Regions from separate parts of the Mus musculus genome. Here region 1 is linked to region 2. A link is a contact called in public HiChIP or PLAC-seq data. All regions are on one chromosome and are shown on one strand. The core of a region is the stretch at or near the end of the contact, and the rest is flanking DNA. Distances in the headings are between cores, read along the strand shown. Region 1 overlaps Gata4 (GATA binding protein 4). Region 2 holds the start of Ctsb (cathepsin B).

What was found. HiChIP or PLAC-seq counts read pairs in DNA pulled down with a chosen protein or histone mark.
Region 1: an H3K27ac HiChIP or PLAC-seq map of hepatocytes shows a contact between it and region 2, with 3 times the contacts expected there. The contact joins the enhancer-like site here to the promoter of Ctsb in region 2. A contact is called at or near these places in 1 of 484 Hi-C or Micro-C datasets (cortical neurons), 4 of 115 datasets of contacts at active chromatin or transcription factors (embryonic stem cells, hepatocytes, intestinal villus epithelium and 1 more) and 3 of 9 other capture datasets (adipose tissue, liver and pancreatic islet).

The regions. Positions count from the first base shown.
Region 1 is chr14:63,208,856-63,213,596 of GRCm38.p6, forward strand. The region is part of intron 2 of Gata4 (GATA binding protein 4); the gene reads right to left. Among named protein-coding and RNA genes, the nearest start is that of Neil2, 18 kb to the left of the region's middle. Within about 2 kb of position 1,621, at least 8 of the 459 cell types and tissues checked have an H3K27ac peak or open chromatin away from gene starts, as enhancers often do. A contact at or near this core is called in hepatocytes and liver, where this site is marked.
Region 2 is chr14:63,119,202-63,123,936 of GRCm38.p6, forward strand. It overlaps Ctsb (cathepsin B), which reads left to right and starts at 3,261. Exons shown (of 10, transcript NM_007798.3): 1 at 3,261-3,364.

The DNA of each region.
Region 1 (4,741 bases), core at 371-2,870, 88 kb after region 2:
ACAGGTTTGGTCCTCCCACTGGGGGGCGGGGCAGTGGGAATTGACCCTAGAGAGTGGGTCAGCATCTCCCTCTGAGATGAGATAGACTCTGAGAGGATAGTCTTGTAATAATAGCTGCAAAGCATTTTGCAAACAAGAGAGAAAATGTCCAACAATGGCTGTGGAGTGCTCTGTAAACACCCAGTGGGATACCGATGATGGATTATCCTGAGGTTGGGGCAGAGGGGCAGGGGGCAGGGAAGGCAAGGGACAGAGGAACTAGGGAGAAGTTGAGGACACACACGAAAGAGAAGACTTAGAAATCTGATGCTTTCTCTAGGCATAGATGAGGCCAGACTTAGAGTCATAGATATCCTAACTCCTTTGAAGCTGCAGGCTATGAACATTGGAAGCAAAAGTTAACAGTATATATGTAGGAATTCTCAAAGTTGCTGTTTGTAGGAAATGGGAAATTCTTTCCTAATCTCAGAGACAGGCACCTAACTCCTCCTTAACACCCTATGCCCTACTTTAAACATGTTTCTTTCAAATGGGAATACATTGCCACAGGATGGATATTCCTAGAAACTATGGCAAGTTACAGCCACCCACATGCCTGGAAGGAAAATGGGGCCCTGACTTCTTGAAGCTAATACAATTAAAGGTAGGGACTCAACCTACCCCTACCTGTCTATTCATCCTGTGGAACTCACCCATAAGGCTCGGCAAATCACAGGAAGCAAATGTGGACCGGAAGAAGGACAGGAGGAGGAGAAAAGGAGAGAGGAAGAGAAGAAAACCAGGTCATGCCAGCAGCACCCTTCTGGGCACCGTGAAGAGTAGGGTTTGTCTCTTGACCTTTGAGAAACAATCCCAAGTAGCTGATGCCGCATTGCCAATTTGCACTTTGAGGGTCACACAGGCCCTAACCTGCTGTGGGTGAGTCCTTCCATCTTTCATCTGTTGGTGGAGAACAGAGTCAGAGACAAAGCCCATGCTGGAGGGACATTAGCTCCATGCTCGGGTGTCTACTTGATGTGATCTCTTCTGGACGTCTGCAGCTCAAACCTTCACCTTCTGTCTGCTATATACTGACTGCCCCCCACCCCCACCCCCCGGGCAAGTGCTGAACACACAGGCTTGGGAGAAAAATTGGAGCAAAATCTCTTTCCAAAGGTGCATTGACCCAGCTGAGAACACACAGCTCAAAGCAAATAATTCTATTAAATATGGCAGACTGCCATGAATCTGGCCTTCAGTACCCTCTCTCCACTTCTGTTGTCCTACATCACTGTGCCATGTATTCAAAGAGGGGTGACACACCATGCAGTGATCATGTCCATGCCCAAGGTAGCTAGCTATCAGGAAAAGAGCCAGAAGGAGAAGAGAATCCAAAAAGGAGAATCTTTGTGTGGGAGGGGAACAGGGTAGACACAGCCTGAACTGAATGCAAGGGACTTTTCCCTGGGCTTGGGGGGGCTTCAGGAGTGGGAATTCCACAGCCCCACCCAAACATCCCATGCTGAACTCCAGTCTCACACACAGTCAAAGTTTAGTACATTGGATTTCCTGACAGGCCACACTCAGTCTATCCCTGTGGCTGGCGCCTGGATCTGGGGAATAGGAAACAAACAAACCCCAGGGTTTTTCTGGCAACAGCTGAGCAAGCTTTAGCCCTCTGGGCTTTCTCAGGCGGCAGCAGAAGCCTGTGACAGGAGGCTGGCTGGCCAGGAGGGCCACTGCTCCTATGGTGCTCAAATGGGATTAAAGCACCTATTTTAGAAACTCAGAGAGTGTGGATCATAAGTAGTTACACAGCTAGGCCTTGGGCATATACCCTGTGAAGGCCTCCTTAACCTCTACTTCTGTGCAGGGACGCTTTAATGCCAGTGTCCATGTGGGACAAGCCTCAGGCCTATAGGGACTCTAAAACGTGACTCAGGTTCTGAAACAGCATATATGGGCAAGGATGTTCTAGATGGAAAGGAGGGAAGAAGGGAGGGAGAGATAAAACATCATCCCAGTGAAGAGGACATGTGGTGGTTTGTATACGCTTGGCCCAGTGAGGGGCGCCATTAGGAGGTGTGGCCTTGTTGGAGGAAGTGTGCCGCTGTGGGGGTGGGCTTAGGGAGCTTCTTCCTAGCTGCCTAAGGATGCCAGTCTCCTCCTTGTGGCCTTCAGATCAAGATGTAGAACCCTTTGCTTCTCCTCTAGCACTGTGTGGGCCTGGACACTACCATGCTTCCTGCCATGATGTTAACAGACTGATCCTCTGAATGTGTAAGTCAGCCCCTATGAAATGTTGTCCTTTATAAGAGTTGCCTTGATCATGGTGTCTCATCATAGCAATGGAAATCCTAATTAAGACAGGAAGGAAAGAAAAGAGGGAAGGGGAGAGGGGGAATTAGACAGGAAAGTTGAAGAACAGATGACTAAAGAGAGTATCTTCGGCTTTTTGTCAAGAGCTAATACTCAGAGGCCTCACATACTATAAGTAGGCATGGTCCTGCCACTCTATTTCCTCTGAGAACCAGAAGTTCTTCCCTCAGAAAGTCCCACAGTCTCAACTACCTACTACTCCTGCTCCTACCTGGCCTGTCACTGTTGAGTCAGTGTTAGAGGTCAGCCCAGGGTAAGGAGCAACTGAGGGATGGTTTGTAGAAATGGCTTGAAAAACAGGCATCATTTGCTAACTACTGATCTTGTGACTTTTGGCCCTGACCCAACCCTTTCTGGCTGTTATGTGAAGCTTATTCTCAACAGAATGTGTTAGCAACAGAGCCAAGAAGAGTCCAGGACCCAAACATGCTGTCTTCCCAGCATGTCTGGTCTCCAAAGCTTTAGGGGCAACTACGTGTCATTGCCCTGAAGTGTAGCCACTAGAAGAATGCTTCCCAGCCTCTATCACTGTTGTGAGCAGACCTTCCAGAATATGATGAGAACAGGCTTCCATGCAGAGTGCAGGATCCACCATAAAGCCCCGGAAGAATACTTGTGCCTCAGCAACGATTCTGTCCTAGACAACTGTGCTCTGCAGCTTGGGCCTTTGCAAGTACCATGGTAACAAACCCCACAACTTCCTTTGTCCCAGCCAGACCCTCCCAGATAAGGTGTTCAATGGATGCTCAGAATATGGTTCAGTAAATCCCGCCATCACCGTGTCTCCTGTGGTGACACGCCAGAGCTCTCCAGGCTTTAGGTTAGCAGCCATTAGCTTGGCTGCACCCATAGAGTCCTGATGAATGAACAAGCAAAAGCCTTGCTGGATTCTGCCCCATGGTGCCCTCTCTTCCCTCCACCTGGCTGTCTGACAGCTCTGCAGCTCCTCCCTCCTTCCCACATGTGGGCTCACGGGTGGTGGGGCGCCTGGAGACTACTACAGCAAAGGTGGACCTAAAAGCAAGCAGTGAAGGACGAGCATCTTCATGAACCTTCAGAGGAAATCAAGGTCTAGAGAAGAAGACACATGACCTGAGAGTGCCACTCCCAGGAAGGCCAGTGACCTAACCCTGCCCTCCCCCACACCACACTGCTGCCCTCTGGGTCATTCCATCTGTAGCGCTCTGCACACAACATGAACTCAATCTACACTGACCCATGGGGCTCCACAAAGATCTGAACCTTCTCCAAGTGTCTCCTGGGGCACCCAGGAGGGTGATACAGATTTGACTGGACTCTGTCCCTAGTCACAGTGATACTGGTCTAAGAGAGTTATCTCCGCAGCACGAGAGGTTAGCAAGAACACACCTGTACACATGTGTACAAAACTGTGCATGCACATGTAACTAACATGGATGTGTACCTGTGGGAAAGAGCACCACGTCGCATAACCACGACTCCAATAATTCCCTGGAAAATTCTCCAAAGGAAAAATATTTATTTTAAATATCTTCATGGCAAAATACTGAAAATGACCTAACTGCTCAGTGATCAGGAGGAAGAAAAAGAAATTTCAGTCAAGAAATAAAAATTGGAGTAGTGTTAAGAAAAATAAGTTATATTAGAAATATTAAGATTTCCTTCCTCAAACATGATTTAAAGTAATTAAATGGGCAAGCAACTCAATAAGTCTTCTTAGCATGCGAAGGATGGGAGATGTCTACTCCACCCTGCCCCCATTTAATAATTCCTTGGATAGTCACGTCTCAAAATAGATGGAAGGAGCCAGTCGTGATGGTGCACACCTGTAATCCCAGCACTCGGGAGGTGGAGACAGCTTCCAGAAGCTATATCTCAATTGAAACATCCTACCATACAAGAGACTCTGTCTCAAAGGACAAGTAAATGGGGGCCAGTGATGTGGCTCAGCTAGTAAAGTCACTTTCTGACCTGATCCTTGGAGCCCACATGGTAGGAGCGAACCAGTTCCTGAAAGCTGTCCTCTGACTACCTCAGGAGTGCCATGGTGCACCCATGAAAGGACAAGAGAACAAAACAAAACAAAAAACAAATAAAAGGGTGACTAAACATCTCCCACAAAGTCCCTTCTCCTCAGGGCCAGGATTCTCCTGTCAAGAGCAGTAGCCTCACCTGGCTCAAGTATCTACCATTGCATCGTGTTTTCTGCAGAGGGAGAAGGAAAGCTCTCTCTCCAGGGCACAGTCCCAGCAAATGTGAGCATGACATATAGCTTATCCAAGGATGCTGCCACCCACACAGTGGACAAAGTCCAGCACTGGTCCTGTTTCCTCCGGTCACTGGTTTCTGTGCCAGTGTTCCTTCCCAGCCTCCTCCCAGCCTACCTCCATCTTTTTGGGGTGCC
Region 2 (4,735 bases), core at 2,011-4,510:
CTGCCTCTGCCTCTGCCTCTGCCTCTGCCTCTGCCTCTGCCTCTGCCTCTGCCTCTGCCTCTGCCTCTGCCTCTGCCTCCCAGGTGTCAGCATTAAAGGGGATCACTGTGAGGGAGGCAGGAGTAGGTAGATCTCTGTGAGTTGAAGGTTAGTCTGGTCTACATAGTGAATTCTAGGACAGTCAGGACTACAGAGTGAGTCTTGTCTCAGAAAACAAACAAAAAATGGGGGAGGGGTGGGAATCCCCAAAATACTAAAGATAAAATGAAGTGCATGAGTCTGTAGTTGTCAGCACTTTAACAAGTGCTCCCCGAGGCCCCGAGGCCCCATAGGGTCCTTCCCAGACTCAAAGCTCTTCTCCCAAGGCACCATTGGTTACCTGCTAATCTATCTCTATGCTAGCTTTCTCTTGCTGTAAGTGGAAGTGGGAGCACACAGCATGAGGTCCTTCCCTGACTTAACACAGTCTTGAAGGTTCATCCACAGTGTATGTGGTAGCGCAGCATTTTTGATAGCTGAGTCACACCCTGTTTTGCGATTGTGGGACATTTTGTTTATCCAAGCATCAGTTGATAAACAGAAGTTGTTTCCATCTCTAGGCGCCTGTGAATAATACCGCTGTGCATATTTGGTAACGTTAATATGAGCAACCATATTTCTTCAGGGCGTATGCCCAGTCTCCTGTCCACATGTTCACTAGAAAAACACTTTTACACACTCAGGGCAAGATCCCTCTAAACATTCTAAGAACAAGCCCTGAGCCCTAGGTGAGCTGGTAAAGCTGAACCTGGACTCAATCTTCAAGGTTCACTTCGTGTGCACACCCATTGTCTCTGCCCTCTACCTGGTGACAGGCAGGCACCATGCAGAATACAGCAAGGAACAACATAGCACATTCTTATCCCTTAGGAGGCGGAGGACTCAAAGTGTGCATGAAGGGATTTAAGTATGCTGGGATAGCTTCCTCCTAAAGTTTCCCACAGACGGACTCTCCAGAAGAGTCTACTCTGGTCGTATTCATTTGGTTATTTGGTTATTTATTTGATATGCAGTCTCTTGTAACCCATGCTGGCCACAAATCACTAGGGAGATATGGATAGCTTTGAGCTTCTAAAATTATTATTATTATTATTATTATTATTATTATTATTATTAGAGAGAGAGAGAGAGATGGAGAGGGAGAGAGAGTTGAGGGGTGCGTGAGCTATGGCATGAGTATTAGAGGACAACTTTTTTGGAATGTGTTCTCTCCTTCTACTGTGGTTTCCAGGGATCAAAGTGGTATAGGTCATTGGGCTGTGTAGGAAGCACTTTTGCCAGCTGAGCCATCAAACTGATGCTGCGGTCTTGAACTTTGACCTTTCTGCTTCCATCTCATAGTGAGAACCACGATGCCAGGTTTATGGAGGGCTAGGGATGGAACCCAGAACTCTAAGCATACAAGTCAGGATAACTCTACCAGTTGAACTATATTCACAGCCCTGTATGTTGGTCATTTGAGACAGGGTCTCCTGTAGCCCAGGTTGGATTTGAATGTGCTGTGTAGCTCAGATTGACCCTATAGCCCCCAAATTTCCCAAGTGTTAGGACTACGGGTTTATCTCACATGTGACTGCTTATCATTGTTTCGCTTCAGAAGCCTCTCCTTTATTAACACACTGTGATAATGCATGTGTAGCCCTCAGCTCATCTGAGGCGCTATAAAGGAAGGATTTACTACGGTCTATGTGTCCAGGGGGAAGATGATCTATGAAACACTGATGTGCAGGCTGGACTCTGCAGCTGTCTGGACAGGCTGGGGTGAGCAGGCAGTGATATGGGAATATTCTAACATTTTAAAATGAAGCCTTTTTCAGCACCACTGAAGTCAGCCCAAGCCAGGTACTTCTGGGTTCTTGTCTCTCAGTTTTGAGGAAGGAAATTCATGGACCACAGAAGGTGAGTTTTAGGAAGGTGGGAAGGACTGTAGGGAGCTGAAGGGAGAGAAAGAAGGCAAAGGTCTTGAGCAGCCCGTGGGGTCCCTGGAGGGAGTCGGATCCCATCCTGGAGCCCCCCAAAGCCTGGGGGTTAATAGGACTGTAGCCTTTAGTGGGATGGAGGCAGGAAGAAGGTTGAGCTAGCTGGTCAGTCCAGTTTTCATTCCAGGTGTTGAAGTCATTTCAGTTTGGGTCACAGCCTCAGTATGGCTTCCAGGAAAGGTCACTCCTTTGTGGAAAAGACTTGAAGACCCCCTTCCTGGCAGCCAGAGACACTTTTGGCTTAGACACTTAAACATCTCTAGCTCCTGCCAAGGGCCAGGCTCTGGGCATGTCAGAGGACATTTTGGGCTTTTAGCCAAGAAAGGCTGCTCATTTTTGTTTGGACTTTTTACCCTAAAATAAGCAGCCAGTTTCTACCTGTTGTCAGCAGCTGGGACAGCTGGCCTTGGACAGATGGCCATGGACCTGCCTTTCCGCAAGTTTTCTGAGTTCTTCCTGTATTCCACTTAACTGGGGTTCAGTAACTACACTTCCACTCCTGTCCTTAACTGGGAGCCTACCAATAGAACCTTGGAATCCACTAGATCCAAACCTTTCTTATCGTCACAAGCCTGGCTACAAGATACCATGCTGACATGAGGCCATTCCTATATTACAGGATAGACCTAAGGATTGGAGAGATCTGAGGGTGCTCGACCCTGGGGTGGGGGTGGGGGTATGCTATGACCTGTCAGATCAACTAGGTCAGCCAGCTTCTCACTGGCTAGCTTACCACACAAGATGGGGGGAGGTTCATATGGCCTGGCAGGAGTTCTGAATTTCATAACATGCCTTGGACAAAATTCATGGGGTTTTGGTTTCTCTCTTTCTTTTTAAACTAGGGATCGAACCCAGGGCCTTGGGCTTGGTAAGTAAGAGCTCTACTTCTGGGCTACAATCCCAGCCCAGTTCTAGTTTTTGGTTGCTTCCCTTGGTTTGAGTATTTCTACGCCATTATAGTCTGAGCTTCAGAATATAAGGCCAGGAGGCTCCTCCAGACATTTCCAGGTCCCCGAGCCAGCGGGGCCTTCCCGAGGAATGCATGTCACGAAGATGTTGTATCTTCCCAGTGCAGGGTACCTGCAGAGGTCCCTGGAGAGCATCTCTGTGCGAAATGGAAAGAGAGCAGACAAACCACCAGTTTCTTTTGGGTTTAACACAGCTTGCAGAGTCCCGGGATGAAGGGGGAGGGGCCGGCAGGGGCGGGGGCGCGGTCAAGCATCACGTGACGAATCAGCCCCCAGCGGAGGGCGGAGCTGCGCGGGTACTTAGGAGTGCACGGGAGAGGCCAGGAGCGGCTCCGTTTGGCTTGGTGGCTGCAGGCCCAGGCTGTCGCGCTGCGCTCGGTGAGTTTGCCCGGGGCACAGTGGCTCCATGGCGGAAGTCACTTTGGCTGGGGTCGGGGGAGCGGGCTGAGCAGCGGTGGTGGAGACAGGCCCTTCACTTGCCCAGGGCGCAGGCGCGGTTCCTCCGCGGCCCTAGATGCTGCTCGCCCTGGCGGATCGCGGTCTTAGGCTCCCGCAGGCTAGACCGGCAGAGCTCCAGCTTTCACGCTTTAGGGCCGAGCCTGGTGACCCCGCGGTGATCGGCTTCTTTCCAGTGGCCTTGGCGCACTTCAAGGGCGGAGGTGGGGACTTCGGGGAGCTCCGAGGGAGGAGCTTAAAGGGAAGGGTTCAGCTCTGGCCCTTCCAGCTCGCAGATTGCAAGTCTCAGGGGTGCTCAGGGCGAGTATCGACCTGCATCTAGTGCAGGTTTGTGGCTTATTCTAAAGAATCTGCCCCGGGAACTTTTCCACACACAAACCCACGCAGTGCCTGGCACCCTAAAAGACCTGTTCTATTGAGAATGGGAACCTGGTAGTGGGTGGCTGGGGTGGAACCTGCACGAAGAGTTAAACCGAGAAACAGGAAGAGAAGCAGAGCTAAAGGATAGGGGCTCTCCCAGAACCTTTCTCTGGAGGGGAATGGCCAATGTGATGGAGGAAAGGTACTTGCAGGACAGCCTCCTTCAGTCAGGGCCCTGCTAGCCGGGAGAGATAGCATCCTCTCCCAGAGTGCTGGGCGTGCGGACCAAGAGATAGGTAAATTGGACTTGGTCCCCTAGGGCCCAAGAGTAAAGGACTAAAACCCATCCGCACCTTACCTCCACCTAACCAGATCCCCTCACGTGTTTGGGAAGGGAGATAAATTGTGGGATTGAAAGGGAAGTTTAACTCCTTTTAGTGTCTCGGGAAGACTGATCTCCAGGTGCTTCCTGTGAGGGACTGCTGTGGAGGTATGGTCTGCAGTCCCCGGATTCAGAGTAGCATTTGCAAAATGTTGGTGAAGGTGTCATCTTTGTTCGAAGCCGTTCAGGGGACAGTTGTTTCCCATAGGCTCTGGCCATGGTGACCTAAAACTCCAGAGTCCCCAGAGCCATACCAGAGCAAGGCAATCACGGCACTTGGAAGGCTGAGGCAGGAGAATCGCTGTGCATTGGAAACCAGCCTGGGCTATGTAATGGATTCCACAACAGTGGGACTACAGAGGGAAACGGTTTCATTTCTTAATCCCTCCTTCCTTCCTTAAAAAAAAAAAAAACTCATGCTTAAAAGAAGGTGGAGGAAAATGACCTCTGCTCCTTTAAAGCCACGTGACCCAGGCCTACGGGACTGCTAGTGGGGTGGGGCGAGCCGGGCCCACGCCTGTGCTTCACCAGCCCAGGTGCCAGCAGAGATT